2 separate regions of the Sus scrofa genome follow, and region 2 is linked to region 1. A link is a contact called in public HiChIP or PLAC-seq data. All regions are on one chromosome and are shown on one strand. The core of a region is the stretch at or near the end of the contact, and the rest is flanking DNA. Distances in the headings are between cores, read along the strand shown. Region 1 has its middle 120 kb from the start of PELI1. Region 2 has its middle 41 kb from the start of VPS54.

Region 1 (6,940 bases), core at 1,382-3,881:
TCCTGTCCTCCTTAAAGAAGAGTCTTCTCCATGTTGCTATTGCTTCATCCCTGCTGCTAAAAATCTGGCCCATGCTTATTACGTTTCATTTGGGCCAGAACTGAAAGCAATTCCCATCTCACAGGCCAATTCCAATTAATTTGTGGTGGCTACTGGAGCCCTACATTGAAAAGGGTTTTGAGCTTAGCAGGAAAGAGTGTGATTGACCATTAATGATGATTGCCATGGGCACAGGAGGGAAACTGCAGCAGGCACTCTGAGCTAGACCATTACCTTAGCCTTCTAAGGGGTATGCTCATCTCCATTTTCTTCCAGAAAAAGATTAACTTTCTAGAAGAGTATTGGACAACATCCTATCCAAAAATTTCAAGCCTACTCCACTTTAGCAACTCAGACCTGTTCTACCTGCCATCTATCTATATCATAATCTATTTATCATCTCTCTGTTTCTCTAAAAAATCACACCCACCCTTTATTCTTTTAGCTTCATCACCCCTCTTCTCCGAGTTCATATGCTCCGAGTTCATATGCTCATCTCTACTCTTTTCTCCTAGCCCATCACTGACCCCTAATCTCTCCTGCACCTTTGCTCTCCCTCTTTTAGGTTCTTCTCCCCACTTCTGGTCCCTTCCCTGCAGCCTAGAAACACAGTCAAGTCTCTTCTTTCTTAAAATAAAACTCTCTCTCCCCAGCCTGCCTGCCACGATCCTTCTCCCTCACAGTCAAGTTCCTGGAAAACTCCACTCCTTTGTGATCCTGTCCATGCACCTGTTTAACCTGTCCATATACCTGTCTTACCCATCCTCCTTGCAGCAGACCCTGTCACTTTTCTTGTCATTCCAGATACCAGGCCTTCCTAGTTCTCCTCTTCTTCTGTCGATTAGTCCTCCTCAAGCCCTATCCTTGAAATGAAGGGGTGGCCTGGAGATTTGAAAGCTGGTCTGTTACAACACAAAAGGCTGGTCCTGTAAGAACCATGCCATGTTCTAGCCCTTTTGGAGCTTGAGATAAAGAGGATGGAGAAGGTACCATTGTTTCCAACAGAGGGAGAAGTGTGAAGAACATTCACATTCTACAAATTCCTAATCTACACTGCTATTTCTGTAGCATCCTCTTTAGCTCTAGCTAAAGAATGTGAAAAATGTAAATTTCCTGTTTGAACAGGATACCTGTATTTAACTGCAAGTACTGTCATGAAAAGGGTACCTACATACCTGCTCACAGTGAGGGCAGTAACCGGAAATAGCCTGCCCGCTTGGTTCAGGAGCTGGAAGGAACATCCAAGCGATCTCTGGAGTTTTTCTCAAAGAGTGTTGCGAGAAATGTTTTTATAGTATTTTCTTAGCCTCTTTGCTGAAAACTCCATCTTGTCCTTCCTTACTTTGTCCCGTCTTCCTGCTTGAGAAACAGTCACAGGGATGGTAAATGACTTAAGCTTAAGAACAAAGACCTAAAGGCATGGGTTATTCGCGAGATCAGCTGAATGAGGACATAATACATTGGTCTAGGCACGCAGGACCTGTGCAGATTGGAACACCATTTGTACAAGCATGATATGTCCTCTAAAGAATAAGAGAAAGAGGAACCTCACAGCCAAGTGGTTTATGAGTGGTCGTTAGCAGAATATGCATTAGCAAAGAGAACCAAGGTGCAAACCTAGGCACACAGGGTTGCTGCAAATAGGCATGCCTTTTGCGGAAGCACAGTGAGGATTCTCTGAAATGCTATGCACAGATAGCTAACTCAAATGCTAATGATTCTTAAATGCCTAAAGTTTAGAGTAAAAGTTTAACCATCTACCAGCTAAGTGACTTTTAAAATAATAAAAGAACTTATAAAATAATAAAAAAAAAAACCCTATATCCTGCACCTTTTCACCTGACCTAACCCTCAAGAGCACAATAAAAGCAGTGTGGTTTCTTGAGGCAGGGCTCTTGGTCCCTGAGACCTTGAGTCCCCCAGTTCCCACCTTTACTTAAGATAAATGTCTCTGTGTCTTGTTTTATGTTAACCGTTTTTTCCTTAAGTTCTGCAGCACCCGTTCTTCAGCCCCATCCTGCTGAGCTGGTTTCGGCGAAAGAGGATCTGAAGGAGAAGGAAGGCCTTTCTCCAAGTCCTGGACTTTAGGATTAGGACCTCTACATAAAACAGAATTAAAAAGAAGAGACCCCTAAATTCCTTGATTAGATGGACAACTTGCCCTGAGTGGGACGGGTTGGGTTCAGGGTTCCCAAAAGTGTGTGAGAATCAACCCTGGCCCCCTTCCCAACTGGTCTGGTTGGGACTGGTCTCTGGTTCATCAGACAGAGCAAGATGTTTGATACGAGCGACATAAGCTTCCTGAGGCCCATGGGGAGGCTTGCCTTGAAACAGGGCCACGAAGCTCAGACCTGGGACAGGAACAGCCCAAGCAGCCTCTATGAGCTCTGGTGAACATTGACATCCTGGGAAACCAGGTGGTGCCTGAAATCAAATACCTCTTTGTAACCTAGACTCTTAATTTCTTTCCCTGTGGCTGGTAAGGCCTAGGAAATAAGCTCCCTTTGAAAATGAAGCCCAGAGGTAAACAACTGAGAAGCTCACCAACCGGCTGGAGAAGTTCCACTTCCTCTGCAGAGAGTGGGTTTTGGAATAATAATGCTCTATTTCATAAGCTGCATTCCAGTTTCAAGATCCCAGTGACTGTAACCATTCATCTCCATAAACAATTAGTGTCTCAAAGTCCTCTTCAGGGCAAAGAGGTTCTTGTGTCTACCTTGTACTCTCTCTGGGGGGAGTTTGGATAAGGCTGTGCCATAGTGAGGTGGGTCCGAAGATGTGAAAATATAATCCGACCCACCATTTGAGAAACCAGAATGCTAATTTACTAAAGTGCTTAGTCACTTTTAGCCACTGATTGCCTTCTCTATGATTGGGCCCAGTATGAATCTGAGTGAGTCATCTACTGGGACAGGGCATATACAGGAGAAAACAGCAGGACTTTTTTTTTTTTTTTTTTTTTTTTTTAACCAATCTCAGACTTATTGGCTAATGAATTTGGCATCTGAGCAGTATTCCTGGTACCTCATCATTTCAAATATATATATATTCAAATATATATATATATACACATATATATATATAAAGTGAAATAGCCTTGGGAAATAACACTTCGACTGTTTGTGTAAAAGATCAACAGTGGTAGTTTACCTGGTAGTTTTCTCAGCATGTGAATCCTGAGGGGTTTCCTTTTTCTAACTTAGTGGTAAAGCTTATTCCAGTGTTCAGCCTGTGGGCACAGTGACCCCTTTTCCTCACTTTCCAGCCCCCACTGTAGTTAGGGAATACAAATGGAGATGGCAGGAAAGCATTTGGGAGAGCTGCCTACCCAAAATGAAACCAACTCAATTCCAGATGAGTTGGCTCCATTTTGAATGGGACTTCCTTGTTATTCTTTCTTCCTTTGAAATTGGTTTTCATTACCCACTGTTTCCCTAAAGTGGATGAAAACTGAAAACTGTGGGTACTACATTTTAATTGTAGCGGGTACTATTCTAACAATTAGGAATTTAACTAATGTTTTTAGAAAACTCAACTTTCTGGCGTATATATGGAGAAAACACGAATTCCAAAAGATACATGAACCCCAATGTTCACTGCAGCACTATTTACAATAGTTAAGACGTGGAAACAACCTAAATGTCCATCAACAGAGGACTGGATAAAGAAAATGTGTCATATATATATATATGAATATGTGTGTGTGTGTGTACATGTATATATGTATTATGTGTGTATATATATATATATATATATAAAATACTATTCAGTCATAAAAAAAGAATGAAATAATGCCATTCACAGAAACATGGATGGACCTAGAGATTATCATACCAAGTGAAATGAGTCAGACAGAAAAAGACAAATACCATGTGATATCGTTTATAGGTAGAATCTATATATATCTCTATCTATCTCCCTATATATATCTATATAGATATATAAATGAACTTATTTCCAAAGCAGAATGAGACTCACAGACATAGATAATAAATTTATGCTCACTTAAGGGAAAAGGGGGTAAGAGAAGGTTAAATTAGGAGGTTGGGACTAACATATACATATATAATATAATATACATATTATACATATAAATGTTGGGAATTATACTCAATATTTTATAATAACCTATAAGGGGAAAGAGTCTGGGTAAGACTATACATGTGTGTATGAGTATGTATACCTAAATCGCTGTGCTGTATGCCTTTAACACGATATTGTGAGTCGACTATACCTCAATAAAAGAAAAAAAAAGAAAAACAACTTTCTTAATTTTTAGAAGGACAGAACATAAATGCACCTCCTGCCACTAAATGGTCAAAGGTGAAACCATATTGACCCATCAACATGTGAATGTTTAAAATCTGTCTAGTTCAATTCTTTCCGATACTTCAAACTTTCAGGAATGTAAAACTAATTTAAAAAACACACTTCAAAAAATGTTTCAACTCAGTTCCTTGGAGGAGGAGTAAGAGAGCTGATAATCATCTGATCAGATCTTCTATTTCCTTTAGAACTCACAGAATACTTCTGACCTTTCCAATCCTACCATACTTGCTTGTGTTCTAGACATCAGGGTGTTAGATTAGTCTTGTCTGTACATTTCACTGTCAGTTAAGCAGGGTAGGAAGACTGAGGGAACTCTGAAACCAGAATTGCCTGTTCTTCTTATTTGGTTCCATAATGTGTAACATAAACAGAATTAGTACTTATTGCTTCTTAGGATTTAAGTTAAAACTCTGAAGCAGAGTGGACCTTGAAAAGAGTCATGTGGTTATAAATGGATCCCAGTAGCTATTGCCTTTGCTCTTATTAACGACTTCAATTCCCATTTTTGCTTCCGAAGATTATTAAAGTACTGATTCCCACTCCTACTTGAATTGACTCCCTTGACTATATTTTGACTGTTATATGAATAATACTCCTCTTTGGGTGGAATGGGCCCGAGGCTGTGAGTTACACTCAAGACACAGCTAGAAGATGCAGACTGTATCCCTATGCAGATGGGCACCTGGGCTGTTCAGGAGCATGGAGAATGGATGGGGCGTGGTTGGTTAGGAGAGCAGTTGAGAGGCTACTGCAGTCATCCAGGTGACAGAAGACGGTGACCCAAACCAGGCTGGTGACAGCGGAGTGAGGGGACGGCTTCTTGAATATATTTTAGTGGTAGAAATAACAGGTCTTGTCACTGGGATGGATTTAAGGAGTGAGGTAAAGTGAGGGGTCAATAAGAACTCTCAGGTTTCGGCTTAAGCAACAAGTGGAAAATGAAGCCATTTACTCAAAGAGGGGAAGTCTGGAAGAAAACAAATACATGTGAAGAAATCCAAACTTCTGAAGTGGATGTAATAAGTTTGACTTACCTGAGCTAGAACCCATGGAAATAGACAGAAGAAACAGAGCACAGAGAAGTGTGGGTCGGAGGTAGGGATGTAGATGTTATCAGCATTAGTCTTTGCTGATTTGGGGGGTTTGTTTTGTTTTGTTTTGCACCTGCCCAATTTCCATTCATCCTTCAGGTGTCAGCTTTCTCAGCGAGGCTTTCCCCCCCCACCCCCGTCCCCAGTATACATCGCTATGAATTAGGTGCTTTACTGGGCTCTCTCTCAAATAAAATTTTTCCTTAGAGGTGCTTATTATGGTTAGAAATTAAGATTTATGCTTGCTTGTTCTTTAGGGAGGAATCTCAGCCCACACCAAGATGCTCTAGAAAAAAAAAAAAAAAAAAAGATTTTACTTTTCTATAATGGAATCATTTGGGCCCTAAATTAAAAACAAAAACCAAACAAACAAAAAGAATGCAAAGAAAAAAAAAGAAAAGAGGGCCTGGAGGGGCGTGCAGACAGAATGACACATTTATGGGTCAAATAGAAGAGGAAGCTGGCTCAAGCCGCCAAGAAGGAGCTGGGAAGAAAACAGTCTGGGATGTAAGGGGAGACAAGGACTGAGGGAGTGACACTGTATCAAATTCTGCTGAGAAGTAGGATGGAAAGACTGAAGTGACTACTGGATTTATATCGTGGTGGGCATGGGGTCCTTTGTAAGAGCAGTTTGGGTGAAGCAGTGTGGACTGAAGGCAAGTTGCAGTGAGGAAATAACAACTGGAAAGGAGGAGTGAGAAATAATACATAAGGACTATTGTTCTAAGACGTTTTACTGCTGGCAGGGAGAAAACTAGGGCAGTGGCTAGAAAGGTATGTGGGGTGGAGGAGGTAGCTCTGGGCGATACTGAAGCATATCCATGTGTACATGACGACAATGGATTGAAGGGGGATAGGGAGAAATAATAGCAGAAGGAATTAGAGAAGAATAAAGAAAGAAGAGGAAGGGAGCAAGCAGGTAGGAAGGTGGTGACACAGAGAATGGAGCCAAGTCTTTGAAGGCCATGGCCAAGGGCAGCCCATGCCATGCCCACAGGGTGGAGAGGCGAGGTCAGCTGCTGCTCCTGGAGGGGGACGCCATCGCTGGCTAAGTGGTTAGTCAGTCTGTCGGCAGCCAGACCCTGGCCCCTGGCCAACCACATATTGGAGCAAAGTAAGAGTCTTCTGGCAGGCGTCTTTGAAGAGGAAGGATGGTGTGGGCGAGTGCTGAGCAGTGGGAGGGCAGCCAGGACCAGCTTAAGAAGGAGTAAACTCAGCGGGAGCCTGCAGGGGAAGGGCTATGGGGTGCCATCCTAGCATCCCCTTTCTTTCTCTCACCCACACAGCCTGCAACCAAAGGGGTGGGGTACAATTGCACTCATTTCTCTTACCACCTCTCAACTCTGCCACTCCAAGGGGGACCGCCCCTGCAGCCGCCTGAACCTGCCACAGGAGCAGATGGGCACCACTCCCAGCTGCCTGGGCAGGCGAGCCAGGGAGACACGGCAGCCCCACGCTGACCTCGCCTTTGTGATGGAGAG
Region 2 (6,940 bases), core at 1,686-4,185, 200 kb before region 1:
GCTCTTCCTCGGCACTTCTTGTCAAGGGAATGGAAATATTACCCTGGATATTTTCCATTTGTTCCTGAGATCCACTCTCCATGGTTTTCTACCTCCCTCCCTGCCCAGGGAGGCTGACCCTGTATGAATGCATCTCTCTTTCTCTCTGGCTTCCAGTTGGGTTTGGCCAGCAGGGAGCCCTTACAGAAGACCAGAGGAAGAAAAAAGTGCAAGGTCAGGGTAATCATCCCTTGGCTTTTTCCCAGTAAGGCTGCCTCTGGTTGGCTGGGTCATCGCTCTTCTTGCCATGGTCTTTGAGAAATAACACTCCCTTTCCTCATTCTGATAATCAGTCCCCCAGGGCCTAAGGGTGTCAGCCATTCTGCCTTTTCCCACCCCTAGTTCCTAGACTGTCCCTTGGGTTTCCATTACATCCCAACAACCCCCTGAGTCTCTTTGAAAAGAAACTCTCCTCAACTAATCCTAATTTAAGTGCACCATCTGTTTCCTGTTGGGACCCTAAGTGGAAAAAAAATTCATCAAAATTCACATTGCATAGCAACACTTCAAGTTTAAAAAATCCATTTTCTTAGATTAAGTAACTCACATCACAAAACTTACTTTTAAAATCATTTTCTGCACAATATTATTATCCAGAGTACTTCAACAACTACTGTTCTGGGCCCAGTCTAGGTTCAGAAAAGCCAGAGTTGGAGCTTCTAGTCTCTCCCAGTACAAATCTTTTCCTCTTGTTCAGGGCTCTCTTGCTGGTAATATCTCCCACCGAAAGGAAAATGGATCTGAATACATTCAATATCTTCATGAGTTAGCTTAATATATTTCTAGGAATATATACATTTTAAAAGAGAACTCCAGGATAAAAAATGAAGCTCTAATGACAGAAATTTCAGGTTCTGAGACAATAGGAATGGAGAAGTATATTTGACCTCATCTCTTCTGAACAAAATGAGGCCTAATTTTCCTGCATCTTTATTCTAAGTCATGTCACTCAGAGCTGAGTTTTAAAGTCCTTGCTTCAGTGTCTGTGCAGTTATTCAAGACTTTCCAGGGTACTAGTTACTAGTTTTTAGCTCATATCAAAGAGAGCTTAGTTTTTAGTTTTGAAAGCACAAGAAATATATAAAGATTATTGGTAATTGTTTTATAGAGTGCCTGAAAAATCAGTAAAGTTGCCTCTCTTTTTATATCTTGCCTCTGAGCAGCCCTGCCTCTCCAGCCACACTTAAAATGAAAGAAATCGAGTAAACAACTTTTAGCAATCAGGGAACCTTAAAATAGCCGATGATCTGCAGCAGGTAAAGCACACAGCAGCACACATGCAATCATTCAAATTTTGTACCTGGCAAATAAGGCTAACAATTTATACTTTGATCTGACTTGATTGTCTGAAAAAGCAGCTTTTCTGTGACATAAATATAGATGCTAGTTCTGTCTTGCAGCCAAGTTTCTCTTTAGAAAGCCACATTAATCTTATGGTTCCCTTACATAGAAACTAGTAGAAATGAATGATTTCTTCTAAATGGGAATCTAATAAAAAGGTATCTATGAGTGCTTGTCAGGTTAAAAAATGTTGTCTTTCTCCTTTTCTCCTTTGGATGAAATAAGTTGGTTTTGGTCCACACATACATACTGTTTATTATGCGCCAGGCACTGTTTAACGCAAAAATATCATTCTGAGGAAGGCAAATCAAACTCTTGTCCAAGGTGGTTACATTCCAAGTGAGGAGGAGATAGGTAATAAACATGTAAATAAATAATACAATTTCAGGAACTAAGGGCTACGAAGATAAATAGAGTAATTTGGTCAGTGGTACCTGGGGTGGGATGTGGCTGCTTGACGACATCTGAGTTGAGGCCTGAAGGCTGAGAAGGAGGCAGCAGTATGACAATCTAGGGAAGAGTTTTGCTAATAAAGAAAGAGTAAGTGCAAAGGCCTTGGGGTCAAAATGAGGCTGGTGTATTTGAGGGCAGAAAGGTGGGCAGTGTGGCTGGAGCAGAGTAAGGGGGAAGGTTTGGAAGGAGATGAGGAGGTAAGGCTGAAGAGGGAGATGGAGTCAGTTCAAAGAGTGATAGGAAGCTATTGGAGGGTTTAAGGCAAGGAAGCTGGGAAGTGATAAGATCTAAATTATATTTTATTTTATTTTTTAATTTTTTTTATTTTTTGTCTTTTTGCTATTTCTTGGGCTGCTCCTGTGGCAAATGGAGGTTCCCAGGCTAGGGGTCTAATCGGAGCTGTAGCCGCCGGCCTATGCCAGAGCCACAGCAACACGGGATCCGAGCCGCGTCTGCGACCTACACCACAGCTTATGGCAACGCCGGATTGTTAACCCACTGAGCAAAGGCAGGGACCGAACCCGCAACCTCAGGGTTCCTAGTCGGATTTGTTAACCACTGCGCCACGACGGGAACTCCTAAATTATATTTTAAAAGATAAGTCTGGCTGCTTTGTGGAGAAGAGATTGTAGGAAGTCAAACATAGAAGCAAGGAGACCAGGGAGGAGACAATGGCAGAAAGTCCAATGACAGACATGGGCTTCTACTGCTGGCCCATACGCCGCTTTGGTGACTATCAGAAAAAGTCTCCCCTTCCCTTTGATGGTTCTGAATAGCAGATGGATATATGGGGTGCGAAGAAAAGAGAGGAATCCAGAATGACTCACGCTTGTACTGCCTAACTGGGTGGATAATGGCAGAATTCACACAATTAGGTTTTGCTTATACTCAGTTTGCGGACCATGAAGTTTTCACATGAAGTGGGTGTACCCAACATCACAACTGAAAACTTGGTAACATTTACCACACTGACATTGGCTTCCTCTGAGCACTGGAAACCTTATGCTGATGTAATGGAGATAACATTTATGAGATACTCAATCAGCATGTTTGCCTTCCCAATCAGCCCTGTCCCCATGGCTCACCCACCCATTGAGTCAATGTCATGCTTTGAGTCACGGGGAGGAAAAAAACCCAGCCAAGAGTGCATAGGTCATCATTTAGCTTTGAGTTTCAAAACAGGATTTAAAAAAATTCATAGGAAGACAATAGTTTGAAATTAAGTGCTTTTGATTCGTAAAAGCCAGACTTGGCTAAATGAAAAATATATGTAACTATACACGGATGAGGCGGAGCTTGGAGGACTGCCCCCACCCCAAGCAGGTCACAGACAGTGCCAGGAAGAACACAGGATGTGACGTGAGAGCCATTTTCCCATGACTGTCAGGGAAGATAAAAGTTTAAGCAGCAGCCAGGAAGCTGTGAGAGTCAGAGGGTATAAGCACAGGGTGCCCCAGAGGAGGGGTGGCGGAGCCCTAAGTTCAGGAGAGGTGTGGACCCTGTGTTCCCCTTTGGAACCAGGCCAACTGCAGAGAGGTGGAAATGTTAGGTTTGGGCAACCAGAGGCCTGGAGACCGTGCTCCCAGTTCCCGGGTCTGTGCGTGGTTGTCAGGAGACCCTGTCGGGGAATGATGGAGGTTGGCGGGGTGAATGGGCTGGAAGAGGCCTGGCCTTGGGCCAAGAAGGTATAAGGTGTGCGACCTTCAGATCCCAGTGAGTAGCTGGAATCACGGTAACCCAAAGGCCAGAGAGAACAATTTACTCACCAAAGCCTTGAGGCCAGGAAAGCCTGGCAGTTGGCAGGCCTTCCCTGCACCTCCCCTGTAGTGTGCCTGCCACCTGGGCAACATTCGGGGAAAGGGAAGGGGAGAGGAGAACCCTGGGATGAGAGAGAAACCCCGAAAGCCAGTGATTTCCCAAGGGAGACTGGTTTAAGGACCGAGGTGTTTTTAATTGGCAAGATCGAGTGTTTTCCACCTACATCAATGGGAACTTTTGAGCAAGAAGTCATTATAGACAATACAGTTACTATATATATATATATATATATATAAAACGTTTGTAAATCTGATATATTTTTTAATGTATCCATTTCAAATTTGCCGCATTAGAAAGGTCTGTATTTTCGTTGCATGAAGAAAACGCAGTTTCTGCACCTCCAGAGGGGGGAGGGGAGGGCAGGGATCAATTCTGTCAACACTGAATGCCTCCAGGGAGGGTAGCTGGGGGATAGAGGTGAAAGATTTATTTTTCACGGTATACCTTTTGTACCTTACTGCGTTTGTACCATGTGTAAGCATGAACTATTTAAAAAATAAGAAAAATAAAAGCTTCTGAAATGAAAAAAAAATGCTGACGCACAGAATCTAATATGCAGTGCTTGACAATGAACATTCAATACTTTTCATCTTACCAGGAATCTTCGAGCCACTTCTCCTCCTTGGTGTGTCTTGGGCTTATCCCTTTGCTTTGTGCTGATGTTGGTTTTGTAAGCTGTCTTGCCCCTGCGGCTAGCCGGTGGCTTATCCGTGCTTTGTACCCCAAACACAGTGCTGCCATCCTGTAGGTAGACCGTCCATTATCCAGGGGAAAACAATCCTACCCACCCAGCCAGTCTTCCCTGCTGTCCTGGACTGAGGTTGGGAAGGACTGATGAGGGGGTAGATCTGGTTATTTCCACCCCTTTGACATCAAGTAGCAATGGGGGAAATAGCGGAAAAGACTTGAGCACTAGAGTCAAACTTGACTTACCTCTGCCAGCTACTAGCTTTGGGTTCTTGGCTGAGCCTTGAGCTTCTTCTACACATTAGAGTTAATTTAAACCTCATTTAAACCTAGCACAATGCTAATTACACTCAATTCCCAGTCCAAGAGAAGAGACTAATTTTGGCAAAATCTTTACATCCAGCCAAACTCAGCATACCTCTTCTCCCTGTCTTCCTTGGTTTCTACCCAAGAGATAGGCCCTTCCATTCTTCTATCATATCCTGCACTATTTGCATCCTTCACTGTACTTTTCCTCCCTTGACCCAGTCTTCTGCTTCTTTTATTAATACATTTTCATTTGCAAGTCATAGGCAGCTCAAGTATAACTTGTTTAAGTATTAAGAGCATCTATTGACTCAGGGGACTGAAAATTCAGCAGTGGCAAGGGCCCTGGGTTGGTTGCAGTTCGGAGTTACAAAGGTCTCTCTTTTCGTCTCTCCACTCTGCTACCTACCCTCAGCATCAGCTTCATTCTGGGACTGACTCCTCTAGCGGTACAGGCAGGATGTCAGCAGCAACTGCACCCACATAATGCCTCACTATGTCCAGAGGGACTCAAAGAGAGTGAAGCTATAGCCATCAACAAAAATCTTAATCTTCCATCAATTGGAATAGTATGTACCAATCATGGTGAATAGGGGATACCATGTGCCACTTTACTAAGGTCTACATTGTCCACGTTGAGCCAAACACAGAGGCAAGGAAGATGAGATCACCAGGATTAATTTGGACCACTGGTTCTCATCTGTGAGCAGTAACACCTCCTTAAGACTATTGAAACATGTTGTTATGACTAGAGGTGTCACTGGCATTTAGTGGGTAGGCTAGGAGCTTCAAATGTCTTGCAATGTATAGGACAGTCCTGTACAATGAAGAATTAGCCTACCCCAAATGCCAGCAGTGCCCCTGCCAAGAAATATTGTCTGAGACACAGGGTTCACACCTCCCTGAAGCTGGGGGTTATTTTCCTATGAAGTACATAAGCCACACTGGGGTGAATAGATACCTGAACAAAAATGACAGGTTCACGCAACTCCTTCCTAATCTTTACTGGCTCCCTTTTGTCTGTTTAAATTCTGTTTGACAATATCATTTACTTCCCAGTCCCATTCTGTGGAACCTACCCAGATAAACCCCCACTGTGGCAGTGACTCTTAGTATCTCCCAAGGTCTGGGCCCAATTTTTTTTTTTTTTGTCTTTTTAGGGCCACGCTTGTGGCACATGGAGGTTCCCAGGCTAGGGGTCAAATCAGAGCTACAGCTGCTGGCCTACACCACAGCCACAGAAACACTGGACCGGAGCTGTGTCTGCAACTTGCACCACAGCTCACGGCAACGCTGGATCCTTAACCCACTGAGAAAGGCCAGGGATCAAACCTGCATCCTCATGGATACTAGTCAGGTTCATTTCCACTGAGCCACAGAGGGAACTCCTGGGCTCAAATTTTTAACTTTAAGTGTAACTGGTCACACAGCCATCCATAATAAAAACAAACATTTTCGGTTTCTTTGCAGCTGGAAGATCCATGGGACGGAGCTATGGTTAGTGGATTTAGGTAGAAATGGCATATGCCCTTCTCCTAGTCCTGCCTTCTTCCTGCTGACGAGAATGCAAACCAAATGGATGGAACTGGGAAACCGTATTAGACTATGACATAGAAGCCAAATCCTGAAGATGGCAAATTAAGGAGCTAGAAAGAATTTTGATTTCTGACACAGAGGTACTCTGTTCTAGCCTTATTTGTCTACCTGGATTTTTATAGAAGAGGGCAATCAACTTCTTTTATGTTTAAGCAACTGTTATTTGGGTTCTTCTGTCACTTGCAACCAAACATAACTAAGTAACAGTATCAGATCAATCTAACTGCCTTCCCATGCCAATATTAGGTGTTCAAAAGCTGATGGTCAAATCCCATGACTTAGCAGATCAGTGCTAATAGCTACTACGGTTCTCCATCCTCATCTGGGTCCTCTGTGCTGCCCAGCAGTGGCTCTAATTTTCTCCAGGAGCCACTTCAAACCTCCCTCATGCTTCTCAAATTTTCATTCTTCCTTCCCACATTTCCGTCTCTGCCTATTTCAGAGGGAAGAAACCATTAGATAAGAACTCCCCCTCTCAATTGCCCACCTCCAAGATTACTTATATCCACGGCATTTTTTCCCCCTTTCCTCCAGTTACAATGAAAGCAGCTTGTCTCAGACTAATTCTTCCTGTGTGCTATGGATCCAATCTCCTCTATTCTCTGCTCTATCCATTATCTTCCTCCTCTACTCCACTGGCTTCTTCCTTTCAGCTTTCGAACATCCTTAAGTAGCTCTAATCTGCAAAGCACACAAAAGT

Evidence for each region. HiChIP or PLAC-seq counts read pairs in DNA pulled down with a chosen protein or histone mark.
Region 2: a contact with region 1 is called in an H3K27ac HiChIP or PLAC-seq map of alveolar macrophages. The contact joins two enhancer-like sites. A contact is called at or near these places in 2 of 47 Hi-C or Micro-C datasets (embryonic fibroblasts and epiblast stem cells) and 2 of 2 datasets of contacts at active chromatin or transcription factors (alveolar macrophages and skeletal muscle).

Annotation. Positions count from the first base shown.
Region 1 is chr3:77,615,577-77,622,516 of Sscrofa11.1, reverse strand. No RefSeq gene overlaps it. Among named protein-coding and RNA genes, the nearest start is that of PELI1, 120 kb to the left of the region's middle. Within about 2 kb of position 2,631, at least 13 of the 83 cell types and tissues checked have an H3K27ac peak or open chromatin away from gene starts, as enhancers often do. A contact at or near this core is called in alveolar macrophages, where this site is marked.
Region 2 is chr3:77,811,541-77,818,480 of Sscrofa11.1, reverse strand. No RefSeq gene overlaps it. Among named protein-coding and RNA genes, the nearest start is that of VPS54, 41 kb to the left of the region's middle. Within about 2 kb of position 2,935, at least 27 of the 83 cell types and tissues checked have an H3K27ac peak or open chromatin away from gene starts, as enhancers often do. A contact at or near this core is called in alveolar macrophages, where this site is marked.